Regions from separate parts of the Gossypium hirsutum genome. Here region 2 is linked to region 1. The links are chromatin contacts, called in public Hi-C maps. All regions are on one chromosome and are shown on one strand. The core of a region is the stretch at or near the end of the contact, and the rest is flanking DNA. Distances in the headings are between cores, read along the strand shown.

Region 1 (6,782 bases), core at 3,610-6,109:
GAGGTCGCCAATTCTGATATGAGAAATCGTTCGCACATAGGTATGAAATCATACATATACTCCCAAATGTTGATATATTGCTCGTAGAATTTAGGTCAATCTTTGTTGGTTCTCCTTTGTAAGTAAACCTTATGCAGTTCTTCAATGTTTTCGGGTGATGGCGAAATAATTTGCCTAAACCTGAACTGGCACATCACTCGATTGGATTTGTGCATCTCCACTGTCGCGTAAACTATCAATGGCACCTTGACATGCCAGATATTGTGATTGGCTAAAAATTTGGTTGGGATACATGCTTGAATTTTTGGATTGATGTATGGCATCCATTCAAACTATAGTAAAAAATTATAAATTTTATTATCTATAAAATATTAAAATTTGAAACATTATGTAAATATTATATAATTGAAACTTTCAAAAACTAATCTCGACTTTCTATTGTTGATCTATCAGTAGTCGGATATCTTTGATCTTGTCTGCCAGTTCTACATGACTTGTGTGATTGTTCCACCTATTCAAATAATATGTTATTTAAAAAATATGATAATGATAAAAATATATTATGCTAACTATATTATCAAATGAATTTTACATTGTCACGAGTGATAAAGTATAAGGGGCGTTAACTTGAGGAAGTAAAAATGATAGTCGATACCATGCCCATGACTACAGAAGGAGTATGTGACCACTAATTTTAATTTTTGTGGTTGCATTGCCTGACACATCTCTTGATACAACATGGCAAACACAGTTAATCCTCAATTGAGTCACGCTGCTTCTTTCAAGTTGACGAGTTGTAGTAGCGACCTTAAATGTACCAGAGTTCGAGATTTATCAGGCATTAGAACACCCCTCAATTAACCTCAGGATTTATGCTTAGGCGTATTGTTCTTTTTTAAGGGCACTGGTAGAGTTGTCGAGATAATTGAAATTTTGTTCCAACCATTTCATCTGTATCTAGCTAGTAAAAAACTTCTCTGGCGTCTTACTTAATAGTTGCTCGCAAGTATTGCTCCAACCCAATGATTGACTTATCCATTGATAAATTGAGTTGTATTTTTATTTTAATCGTATTAACATATTAGCAAAATTAGTTGAAAATAATTCTAAATCATAATGCTACCTATCTGTTTGATAATTAAATCATTTACAAAAGCAATACCAAAACTAGAATTAAGCAAAGGATCAAATTAATTACTTATTCTATTTAAGTATTGAATGAAACTAATGGTAGCTCTCTTCAACAACTTTGATTAGGACTAACCATGCCCACCTTACCCTCACTACTTGATTTTTTGTTTACCTTCTTAAATTCCATATTTTATTTAATTATGTATTCCCCCTTTATTTTATGAAAAATTTAAAAATTGATTACTTTAATTTATAAAATATAATCATTGAACTTTGTAAAAAATAAGATATTAAATTCAATTAGATAATAGTGTTAAAATTTCCTATTAAGATTATATGCAGAAAAAGTAACAATAATTAAGCGTTTAAAAATTTATTCAAGTTCCTTTGTTTACTAACAAATGAATTAACTTGTGAATATTAATTTATAAAGAAAAAAGATTACACACCTAAATCCTTCCCGACCGCCCGTGATATTAAAAAAGATTTCAAATGAGTTTTATCAGATTCAAACTAAAACTGATATTTTTTAACAAAATCCTAATTATATAGATTCAAAATAAAACTGAGTTAGAGAGGTGGAAACTTCTGATGACAATAGCATATAGACAGATGAGTCCAAAATTTAAAAATGAAATCACCAGAGTTTACAGTAATTAAAGTTTTATAGGAAAATTACAAATATATCAAGCCTAAACACATAAAACAAGAAGAACGCATTGATTGTGCATATCCCTAATGCACGTGTCTGCAATCTTCATTCATCTTTGTAAAAAAGTCCACCCCTCTAATTTTGCAATTATTCCAAGATCATCTCACGTGCCTCTTAATTATGCTCCTCTTTTGAATTAACTCAGCTTTATACATGGGAAATCATTACTCAAATAAAGTTAAAAAGGACAATTATTGAAAATTTTATTATTTTTTTAAAAAGAAAATATGTGACCATTTATAGTTTTTTTATCGGTATATATTATATAATAATTCTAATTTATTTTTGGTACCATCAACCCATAAAAAATGCAGTGTGTGTAGGTAAGTGAATTAAGACTGTGAAAGGAGACGATTCAATGGCTGCATTTTAATATAGGTTAAATTTTGTTATAGATTTACTTCTTACACTTTAGTTTAATCAAATTTTAGTTCTTTTTTTTAATTGGTCAAATTTAATTCCCATATTTTTAAAATTTTAGTAATTCTACCGATTTAGTTAAATTTAATTACTAGTCCTGTACTATGCATATAACTGTTGATTTAGTCTACATTTTTCAATTGGATCATTGTAAGTCCTTAAGCTTTTTAATTTTTAAAATTTTAATCTTGAAATAAATGAAAGTTGTTAATCCATTAACTAAAATTTTAAGGAGTAATATGTAAAAATAACAAGCTAACGTGACATTACATATATAATAATATATTTGGTACATCAAAATTAAAAAATAAAAAACTTTTGAATATAATGTCAAAATAAAAAAAAAATCCTTAATGAATTTGAAGGAGGATTAAAATTTTAAATTTTAAAAATACAAAAATTTAAAATAATCAAATCATAAAATATAGAGACTCAGTACAAGAAGAGAAGGAAAATTTTGGCGTTGCTTTGTCTATTTATTACACACCGTCTGTGTCCGTTCATCAGAAACCAGCAATCAAGGATTTCAGTGTCCGTTAATTTATTCAAAAAAGAAAAACAAAATTATTTAAATTGAAATTAAAATTTTTTTATGTAACCATCAAATATTTAATTTGGCGCAACAGGAATCAGCTGCCACGCATGCGGTTAAGCAGTTGAGCTAACAAACATTATAATTCAATTCCAAAAAGAAAGGGCTTTTATCTCGTGTGGCACAACGTAAGATCAAAGTTTATGTACACTGTTAATGAGCATCGTTAGATTACACTAATTCTATGAAAATAATGATATTTTGAGTTTTCATATCACTCCAGATTCAAGTGCTTTGTAAATGACTACGAAACAAGGAAGGATAGCCCTTGGATTAAAGACAACTAACTCCTCCAGATTGGAGTAAACCCCGGCGTACGCAGCTACAGAGTCGTACGAACCAGCCGAGGAAGATACGCCGCTGCTATTCTCGTCCTCCAACGGCGGCGCTTCATCCGCCACTCGCTTCACCCTTCCCGCGATCACACGGCAAACCAGCATGGCCCTACGTCCGTCCGTACGCTTAATTGAGTCGTGGGCCCTACCGCTACTAGCCGTTGTGACGACACCCTTGAATTCTGCGGCTGGCGCGGTCCCTTCGCCTTTGTTTTGGAACCCTTGTCTGATAATGGTGCAGACGCCGCAGCCGGGAATGGAGCCGCACAAGCTGGAGGAGCCGCGCGCGCCGAGGGAGCAGGACAAGGTTGTGCAATGGAAACGGAGGAGTTCGTTGCCGTCAGCGGCGCACCTGGGGTTCTTTCTGGTGCTATTAAGGGCGCGCGTTTTCACCGCGTCGCGGCAGTCCTCGAACCGTTGGATGGTGCGTTGGTTGTTGTGGACTTTCAATATCCGTTCGATCTTACAGATCGGATTGTCCTTCTTTAGCCAGCTGGATTTGAAAATAATTTCCACAATGTTCCGGCCCGAATCTTCTGGACCCAACTCCGAAACTAAACCAACAAAAGACTGGGATCAAATTAAAAGAAAAGAATAAACATTAATTTCACTTGTCGGTGGGGCACGGTCCTCACAAAACCCTGCATATTTAGCGCTACCATAAACACTACTTGCCACGTCATTGCCTCAGTCTTTTCCGAAATGGGTGGTGGGCAATTTAACCCACTGATTTGTCAAAGTTGCAAAGTTTTCATTTTAATTTCTGTAACTTTGGATAAACAATTTTAATGACTAAGTAATACTCTATCTAGTCAATTTCAGGAATATAAAATAGGTATAGAAATTACAGTACCTGCATGGCGAACTGCTTGATGAAGTTCCAAGCTTTCAATTTCTGGGAACACCTCTCCGCACTGTGAGCAGGCACAGATGCTTGTTCTTGACGATGGATACCTGCAATTTTTCACATTTTCTAAATAAAGTTCTGGAAAATGAGAAAAAAAATTCAAATTATTTTTTTCTATATTTATATAAATAGTATACCTGCTAGGGTCAACGATCGTATGACATTCATAACACCCAGAAAGCTTCCTGAATTGAATAGCTCTTGAAGAAGACGAGGTGGTGGTGCTGTTATTGGATCTTGTTGACCCCGACAAGGACCGTGACGACGACCCATTAACAGCTTTGCGTCTGAGCAGCGCAGTTTCTTGACCTAATGTGCTACTCTCAGGTGAGTTATCAGCTCTGTGAACAACCCTCGTGTTTCCATGAACGACGTCCCTGAAGCTGCAGATGGAGCTACAAGAGGAACCCAGTTTTGAGTAGCCATGTTGATGATGATGAGGCGGCGCCGGGTTATTGTTCTTCGAAGGGTCGTGGACTTTGGACCCTTCCATCTGTTTGCAAGTGAGCAAGTTCTTGATTTGATCCCAAGAAGACGTGGTGGGCTGCTTTTGCCTTTTCACTTGCTTTCTGCGGCGCTTCGGCGGTTGTTTCATGGGCTCCGCCGCCGCCTCCGGCAAGAAAGTCAGCAGAGCCATAATAAAAAATAATACAAGTGTAGATTCAGCTCTCTCTCTTTTCTTATAATTTTTGTGGGAAATGGGGTGGGATCTGAGAGTGGTAATAAGGAGGAAAATTGAGGCGGGTGGGAGTGGGGTCGCTGCCTATTTATTGCATTAATGTTGTTATTATTATTATTATATAACTCTCTCCTTTAACTGTGTACAAGTGCTTAAGTTTTGGACCACTTGATACAAGTCACGACGTGACGGTCCATCTAATGATTTTGGACTCCATCAATGGAGAAGTCATCCGATCGAACGGTTCTCCACTATTTTAGTGAATGGCCGGCACTTTATTTATGGTTTTCAGACGTCTATGAGGGCCTTCGTCTCACTATCATTTCTTTAATTGATAATATTTAGGGTGTAAGTCTTTAGAAAAGTTGAAGTTGAAAATATAATAAATTTGATTGAAACTCAGTCGATATTAGTTATTTCTTAAAAGTTCTAGCAAGGTTGAATTCAGGAAGCTAATGTTCTTACCATGCATTGTTAATTAGAGGTTTGGAAGTCTTAAGATAATTTTATCAATTTATCTTTAATTTTTAATAGAAATTTTGACTAAAATTTTATTTCTTTTAATGATGTTAGTGTGCTAACTCATATGATATTTTCGTGTTCACATAACGAAAATAATTTTAAAAACTTTTGTATGTAAAAAAAAAACCATAAAAAAAGAGAAAAAATCAATTAAGTCATTGTATTAAATTCACACAAAATTAAGCCCTGCCATTAATTAAAATAATCAATTAAGCCATCAGTTAATGAAATTTATGGTTAACCATGTTGATCATTAAAGTAAATTGATAAACCAATCAGATGGTGATATATGATAACTTTTGACTTGCTATAGTAATTTTCTCATAATAAATGATTAAAAATCACTAAAAATTATTAAAAAATTGATATAAATTTATAAAAGTTATAAAAAAATAACTTATAAATATTATAAAATTCTAATAAGTTATAAAATTTTATAAAAATTAATAAAATTTATTAAAAATTTTATAAAAATGTATAAGAATTCTTAAAAAATTATAAACATTTAAATTTTTTTAAAAATATTAAAATTGATATAAACTTATAAAAAGTATAAAAAAATCATAATTTTTTTTAAAAATTACAAAAATCAAATAATTATAAAAAAATAAAATTAATAAAATATATTTAAAATTCTATAAAAATTAATAAAAACTTATAAATAATATAAAAATTTTAATAAAGTATAAAAAATTGTAAAAATTATTAAAAGATATAAAATTTTTAATTTTTAAAAAAGTCATTTAAACCCCTAAAAATACATGACATCATACCAACTGTTGGATAATGAGAATAGTCATCATATCATTACTCTCATTTTCATGTTGAATAAAATTTTCTCGATCTTCCACAAATAAAGCGATAGTTGTGGGGCCCTCTCTTTATTATTGATAACTTATTTTTAAAAAAAATTTATCTCCAATTTTTTATGTACGATAAAACAAAGCATTTTTGGTACATTTAGTTATTATCAAACAAAAATGTGCTTATCCAACTATTAGCATATATTAATATGAAATATTTTGACCATGGCTTTCAAAACTAAATCGGTGGTTGAATAAGTCAGGCCACCAGCCCATCCAATTAAATTAAATAAAACATTAAAAAGTACTAAAAATAAAGAATTGATGCAACCATCCAGTTCCTAAGTCAACTGGTGTAATGGACTAATACCATTGTCAATTTTTGTGGTTCAGTATTCAGCAAGAGAAAGCTATTAAATGCAAAAGTTACTTTCAATCTCGATCTCAAAGTGGTAAATAAAAAAACTAAAGAAAATCTGTATTCCATGAACAAATTAACATTGTTTTTGGTATTAGGCATCCATTTAATTTGATTCTCTGATGTCATTATGGAGCAAATGGTTGGCGGAAGCGGTTCTATTGTATTTTTCTTATCTTTATAATTTCTAATGTTCAAGACTTCGGACAATATATATAAAGAAAGGAAGAAAGAAAAGGGATGTGGAGTAGTAGGTTAGATAG
Region 2 (7,421 bases), core at 709-3,208, 370 kb after region 1:
GAGATGTGAATATGATTCCATGGAAATTTGAACATACTTGGGTTTTTTGTAAGTATTCTGTTCAACACAAAATCATTATCTGATAAAACAGCTCAATAATTTAGATGATAAGCAGATATAAATCTCTGCTCCAGCTGAGATAATGTGCAAGGGCATAGAAATGTAGAATGTTGAGAAAATAAACACCAATTTTCCGATGTGGTTTAGTTACATAAACAAGATTTACCTGATCATTTTGAGATGCAGCTGAAGCTAAAGCAGCAGCGGCGGCATCTGCTTCGGCGGCAGCAGCAGCAGCATCTTTATCAGCTTTATCAGATGATTTTTTCTTCCAAGGCCAACGGCGGTCCATTACTTGAAACCCCTTTATAGCCTATGTCAAGAAGACCAAATAATTTGTCAAGAAAAATATATATACTGCAAAAGAAAAGGAAACTGAACATCACAGCCTCCCTCCAATCCAAAAATCATAGTATATGACTAAGGATACACGCTGCAACCAACCTATTTAGGCCGTATTACTCTCAGATAAGTTTCTGACACTCTTTTTCTAATCGAAATGAAAACAATTTCAAACCAAGTTCAATTTTCTTAAACCGTATTCAAAGACTATAAACAGAAACATGTTCTATGATACCAAAAGCTAACTGCCTTACATATTTGGTATCGAAACCACTCAAGAGTTCAAATAAATCCTCCCAAAGATAATGCAAATCTTAGTAATTCACTGAGAAATAGAAAAAATTAAGAATGAGGATCATCAGGTTAGGTAGATTTCTTTAACATTGCATGATGGAATAATGTTTTGGTGGATATTCACCAAACTATTAATAGCCACCAAGAATGCTAAGAAGAAAGTTTAATATTTTTATTAGAATTTACTTTGACCAAATCAAATTATTAGACAGCTGTCAGAAATCAAGGTGCTCTTCTCTTTTATACTACATTTTCTCAGCTACCAAACAGAGCATCATGTGAGGGGGTAAAAAAAGGTTTCCAAGGTTGAGAAATTACAAAGCAGATTGTACTACTAGAATGAAGAAGCAGCAGGAGTTTGGTATTTGTGGTAATTTGGGACTGAAAATAACGTGAAAGAAAAAGACAAGCCATCAATTTAGAACTGAAAAGGGAAGAAGAAGAAAAAAAAAGGCACCGTGTGACATCCATTCATTATCGTACAACATAAATATAAACGCCATGGTTTTAGATAGAAACAAGTAAGATCGTCAGTGTTTCAAAGTGTTGTGAATCGAATCAGAGCAAAACCAAGTTCATCAATGGCTTCAGTTGAAATGCAAAAAGAAGATCTAATCAAAAAGCAAAAGATCTTAGAATCAAAAGCTCGCTTCATATCAGGCAAAACAAGAAATTGAAACTTCACCGACAAAAAAAAAGCATCTCAAATGAAACATTTTAGTCTGCATAAAACCTGACATCTATTTGTCTTGCAATTAAAAGAAACCAGAAAGAAACAAAAACTAAGGGCAGAGGGAAAAACATAAGTTTTCCATTTTTACTCACTACGCACTACAACTGTGCTTTCACCATCAACCTTTATGCTTAAACCAAACAAACAAGCAAATGAAAAGTTAAAAAAAAAAAAAGAAAGAACGAAAGAAAGAAGCATTTTAGAACTCGCATTATTTCATAAACTTGACTTACCTTGAGAATCAGAAATGAAAGTTTGTACAGTATAAACAAAAGAGTGTTGTTTGAGATTTAAAGTTAAGATCCAAATTTGTGGGTTTTTTGGTTATTGGTTTCAGTGTTTTGAGGAAGTGAAAGAAGTGGTGGCAATGGCGGAGGAGGAGAGAGTGGGACCGTGGTGGTGGCGTTGGGGCAATAAAGCAAAAGTTACAAAACCAGTTCGGCTTTGAGATTATTAATAGTTTTCTGCAAATAAAAATTAAAGGCCACTGTTTTTTGTTTTTGTTCATTAATTACAGGCCAGTGTTAGTTACATATACACGTACGTATACACACATATATATATATGGTAAATTCCCTCAACTCATATTAGATTTTAGGACTTTCCATCTATAAACCTTTTATTTTTAATCATATTTATATCTTAAATTCTCATTTAAGGTTTATATTTAATATATTCATAGCCTACATAATGGCATTATCTTATTTATTCTTAAACATATGATAAAAATATGAACCACTATTTTATGTATATTGTTTTAGATAATTTGAGCACTAAATATTTTTATTCTCTAATTTTATAAAAAAAGTCATTTTAGGTTTCAATTAAATTTTTTAAATTTATATTATTTATCAAATCATTTCAAAATAATTGAAAATTTTAACATTTGTTAACTTTACTCACTATACACATGGCAACCCACATGCATGTTATCTTAACAATTAACATGTACGTCAGTAATTAATTATTTTTTTAATTTTTTAAATTTTAAATAATTAATTAATTGTAGGCATGACATCTATGTTACAACCCACATATCTACCACATCAATAAAATTAACAAATATTAATTTTTCATCTATTTTTTAATAGTTTAACAAACAACGTAAATTTAAAGATTAAAAAAAGATAAAAATTAAAATAGAAAATTAAAATAACCTTATTTATAAAATTAGAAGACCAAATGAATTATTATGTTAAAAAAATTAAAAATGAGAAATGAATTTTGGCAATTCATTGTTATACCTTTTTCATGTTATAATTATTTTATATATTAATATAATTTTAATAAGTTTGTAATTTATATTAATAATTTAAATATATTATGTTTTTAAATCAAATTTAATACATTTTGGCATAGCTATATACTCACTGTGGTAGAGCAACTGCTGGGCTGTAAACGATATTTTGGAAAGCTATGTTTCTATGTGCGATTTTGGCGTACTGTAAATGTTACGACTTAGGACCGCCGTCACTACTCGTTACAGCTAATGAGGATTTGTTTTAATCAAATATTGCCTGCTACCATGCTCCGTCGCTGCATCTATTGCCATGTGTAACCGCATCTCCACCATTGAAATTGCTTCAGTCCGTTGGTATTCGGGACATGTAATTTAATGTTAGTGATTTTCGACCCCAATTGCAGGATTTTGTTGTCTACTGAATTTGGTTTTATCCTGCTCTCTAATCTTTGCTTTACATCCATCACTAATTTCTGTTTTGCTAGATTAAATTACTTCCTCAGTCATGCTAAATAGAAGTTCATTAAATAGTAATAGAATGTTGATTGCGTATTTCTTAATAGAATGTTAATGTGCATTTCTTATTTTAGTTCTTTTAAATTAGAGTGGTTCTCATTTTCGTCATTTTAAAATTAGGATAAATTATCTGTTAAATATTTTAAATAGACATTGTTATTATTTTAGACACTAAAAAATACATTAGTCTTCCATTATTATTTTAAGGGTGGAGTGACAAATTTGATCAATTTTTTTTTTGGCTATGATCAAATTAACAAAAAAAATTAAGAGTGGACCAAAATAAGAACGACCATTACCTTAATTAGGTGACATTGCAATCATACTCACCCTTGCCTGCCAAGCAACTTGCCATGAAAACCCCTTGCAATGACTCCAACACCAACTTGTTTAGTCTTTAGATCTAATAAACCATCAACATTTGTCTTAACCCAACCTTGCTCTGGTTTTTGCTAATTAACCTCATCATTACATTGATTTTCATTCAGATTAGAAGACATCCCATTATACCCAATCTCTAGGATCTCCATAGCTACCACTTCTTTCTTGCAAATAGTCCTCTTAGCATTTATTCTAGCCCCTTGCATCATCATCTCACAACGCATCTTCCATATCATCCACTAGGTAAGGATTATTCTAATTTTCAACTCTTCATCCCTAATGGACTTCATTATTTCTACAAACTAGCAAACAACATCGTCCACATCTCCTTTGTTAATTCTAAGTCCACTGTAAGCCTCAAACCATACACCCCTCACCCAATCACAGCCAAAAACAAGTGCTCCAAAGTTTCCATTTCTTAATAGAATGTACTACAAAAATGGGATCTAAATTTAACTCTCTTCCACAAATTGAAACTACTAGAAATAGCATCAATACAGACCCTTTAGAGAAATACTTTTATCTTACTAAGCACCTTCAGATTCCATATAAAGTTCCAAATAGATTTATTAATAACATATGATGATGAAGGCCTCAAAGTGTTGTTTCCCTTAGCTTCCTTCTTGATTATCTTGTAACCAGATTTGATAGAGTAGCAACCTGAAGCATTATGTGGCCATATCAGTCTATCTATACCATTTGGATCCCCTAGGAATATTAAGAATTACTTCATTCTCCTCTCCTAAAAGCCAATGTTCAATAGATGACAAGTTCCAAGTGCCCTTCTCTTTGTAGATAATCGCAGTCACTTTGCTTACTAAATCTTCTTTTAGAATGCCCGGATGATGGATTCTATCACCCCTTATTCCTCTAACCCATCTATCTTTCCAAATTCCAATAGTTTCTCCATTCATCACCTCTCATAAACATTAGCTCCTTGAGAACTCATGAACCTTCCACCAAGCTACTCCATGTCCAAGATGCTCTAGATCCTTTCTCTGCCTCCATGATAGATTTGTGGGGAAAGTATTAACCTTTCAAGACCTTAACCCATAAAGATCTTGGTTTAGCAATCATCATCCATCTTTGTTTAGCCAACGTTGCTAGGTTAAAAGCTTCAAAGTCCTTGAACCCCATTCCTCCTAAGACTTCCAATGAATTTTCCTTTCATTGTGAATTTGCCCCACCAAAAATTAGCAATGGCCTAATTTATTTCCCTACAAAAATACTTCAGAAACTTGAAACATGCCATTAAGTAAGTTGGAATTGCACATGCTACAAATTTGATCAGGACCTCTACTAGATTGATAGAATCTACTTCTTCCAACATTTCAACTTTGCCAACAATCTTTCCTTGATGTAACTCAAAGCATCCATCCTTCTTTTACCCCACAACGTAGGAACACCAAGGCATGTCTGAGGATTCTTGTAAAACTGGACTCCATGTTTGTTGGAAAATCGGGTTTGGAAAATGCAGCGAGAAATAAGTTTAAGGGGAAAACCTGAGTTTTAAATTTTTCTCCAAAAACAAGAACTTGGTTATTATATCTAAAGTAATAAACACTTAATCAAAATTGTACATTTTTTATTGGTCTAGGATGAATGCTTCGACCAAGTAGTCTTCTTCGTTATCCTCAAGTTCACGTCTATTGAGTTTGAGCTCATTTCGAATAAAATTTTTTTTCCATAAAATTTGCAATGGGGTAATTTTGCAATTTCTCTAAATTTTTGGATCAAATTTTAAATAAAAATATTTCTAGAAATTTTCTGAGATAATTTCTTTAAAGAATTTTCTCTCTACAACTTTCTCTTGAATTTAAGTGTGAAAAATAATGACTCATGGCTCACTTTATATAGGGAGAGTTTAGAGAGTTCAACTATGATTAAACTTAATCACTTTAATATTAAATTAATATAATACTTATCAAGATAAATATTAGATTAAATTTAGCACTAAGATAATCACTTTAAAATTAAATTAATAAAATACTATCATGATAAGTATCAAATTAAATTTAATATTAAATATATTTAAATTCATATTATTTTTGAAATAATTAATTTGAAATCAAATTATCGGATAGAGTCCCAATAAGAGTGTGATTCATCCACTGCTCAATCGTTGAAGGACCACCCGCTGGCCACTGGAATGCCGTCGTCATCGCCGCTGGCACCATTGTGTCTGGTTATGCCATCGCAAGTGCAACACCCTCACAACACCCTGAGCCGATTCGGTTGTTGCCAGTTCGATTTAGGCCAAGTGACAGCCTGATTGGTCTGATCTAGCCACCAACTGGCTGTCAATCCGGTTTCACATACCAGACCCGATTCGACAAGTTTTTGGATCTCGATTTTAGGCTATCGGGCTCAATTTTCGATCTCAAGTCCAATTTTCAAGTTCAATTACCCATTGGGCCAATTGTCTTATTTGAAAATTAATTTTCAAAAATATCATATTAATTTTAACTAATTTGATTATTTTAATTTTACTTGATCAAAATTAACTTTTCCAAAAATCACTTAGATTTTCTAATTTAATTTTTTTAAGAAAATTATTTAATCAAAATTTCTAGTTGAACAATTCTCACAATCACCTAATTTAATTCAACATCGAATAACTCAACTCAATTAAATTATTTCCAAAGTCGTAGAATTTTCTTTTGATTCAAATATAGTTTAATGGAGCTTTTGTTGAGCTAATGGAGGGATCAATCAGACATATATAATTAGGCTTGAGTAATTACAATTATGTCCAACAGCATCATTCCGATAATTAACAATTTACTTAATCATAGAGTCAATCTACAAGAAGTACCATGATTAAAAACTTCTTTTTGTGTTCTATTTACGAAAGTAATTCATCCAACTATTTTGTTCAATGACCTCATCATATGTGTGTTACCCTCATATGATATCCTTGATTCATTTGAGTTAAATCCGTTCACTCAATACAATCTTATTTTATCTCATCACTATCAATAAATGATTGTGATAAATTGCTTGTTCGAGAACAAGCAACCTGTGGCCACATTCCATATTTATCAATCCACACAATATCAATCCACGTTCCATATTTATGAATGTGTGCAAAGCATCGCATACATAAGGCTTCCAACTGCCGAAACATATGGAACTTTACTTATATGCTCTTTTTCTTCCGTTGTCTTAAGGTAGTCATCAAAAGAAAAATAAAAATCTGGATGCAGTTGGTTAAGTGCCTAGATTTATATCGGTCATTGGAAATTGTTCCCGTACCTTATCGATGTATGAAGATTGTGATAGAGCTACCATGTTATTCTTTTGATTCCTAAGTATTCAAGTTCTAAGAATATAACTAGCTTCACCCAAGTTCTTCATGCTAAACCGTTGAGATAACTACAGTTTAACCGATGACAATTCTCCTACATCGTTTTCAATAAGTAGAATATTATCGACATATAAAATGAGGAATACCACATTTTTGTCCTTTATACGCTTGTAAACACAAGGTTCATCAGCGCTTTTCTCAAACCCAAAAGTCTTGATTGTTTGGTCAAATATTTTATTCCATGAGTAGGACAGCTACTTAAGTCCATAAATGGATTTTAGCAGTTTGCAAAATTTTTGCTCATTTCTGTTGACAACATAATCAGTGGGTTGAGACATGTAAATGGTCTTATCAAGATAGTCATTTAAGAATGTTGTCTTGACATCCATTTGCCAGATCTTGTAATCGAGAGTAACTATAATGAATAAGAGTATGTGGATAGACTTGAGCATGGCTATCGGAGAGAAGGTCTCATCATAATCAATGTCTTCTTTCTGTGTGTTGCATTTCCCTACAAGTATAACTTTATATGTTTTTACTTTCCCTTC

What was found. A called contact is a pair of places that touch in the nucleus more often than the background predicts.
Region 2: a Hi-C map of leaf shows a contact between it and region 1, with 1.7 times the contacts expected there. The contact joins the promoter of LOC107917957 here to the promoter of LOC121205395 in region 1. A contact is called at or near these places in 3 of 34 Hi-C or Micro-C datasets (all in leaf).

Annotation. Positions count from the first base shown.
Region 1 is chrA01:22,056,495-22,063,276 of Gossypium_hirsutum_v2.1, forward strand. LOC121205395 reads right to left here and starts at 4,860. Exons shown (of 3, transcript XM_041076064.1): 1 at 4,235-4,860; 2 at 4,044-4,144; 3 at 2,941-3,744. The coding sequence starts at 4,734. The coding sequence ends at 3,065.
Region 2 is chrA01:22,427,220-22,434,640 of Gossypium_hirsutum_v2.1, forward strand. It overlaps LOC107917957 (filament-like plant protein 4), which reads right to left and starts at 1,959. Exons shown (of 6, transcript XM_016847403.2): 1 at 1,663-1,959; 2 at 227-373; 3 at 1-57. The coding sequence starts at 352.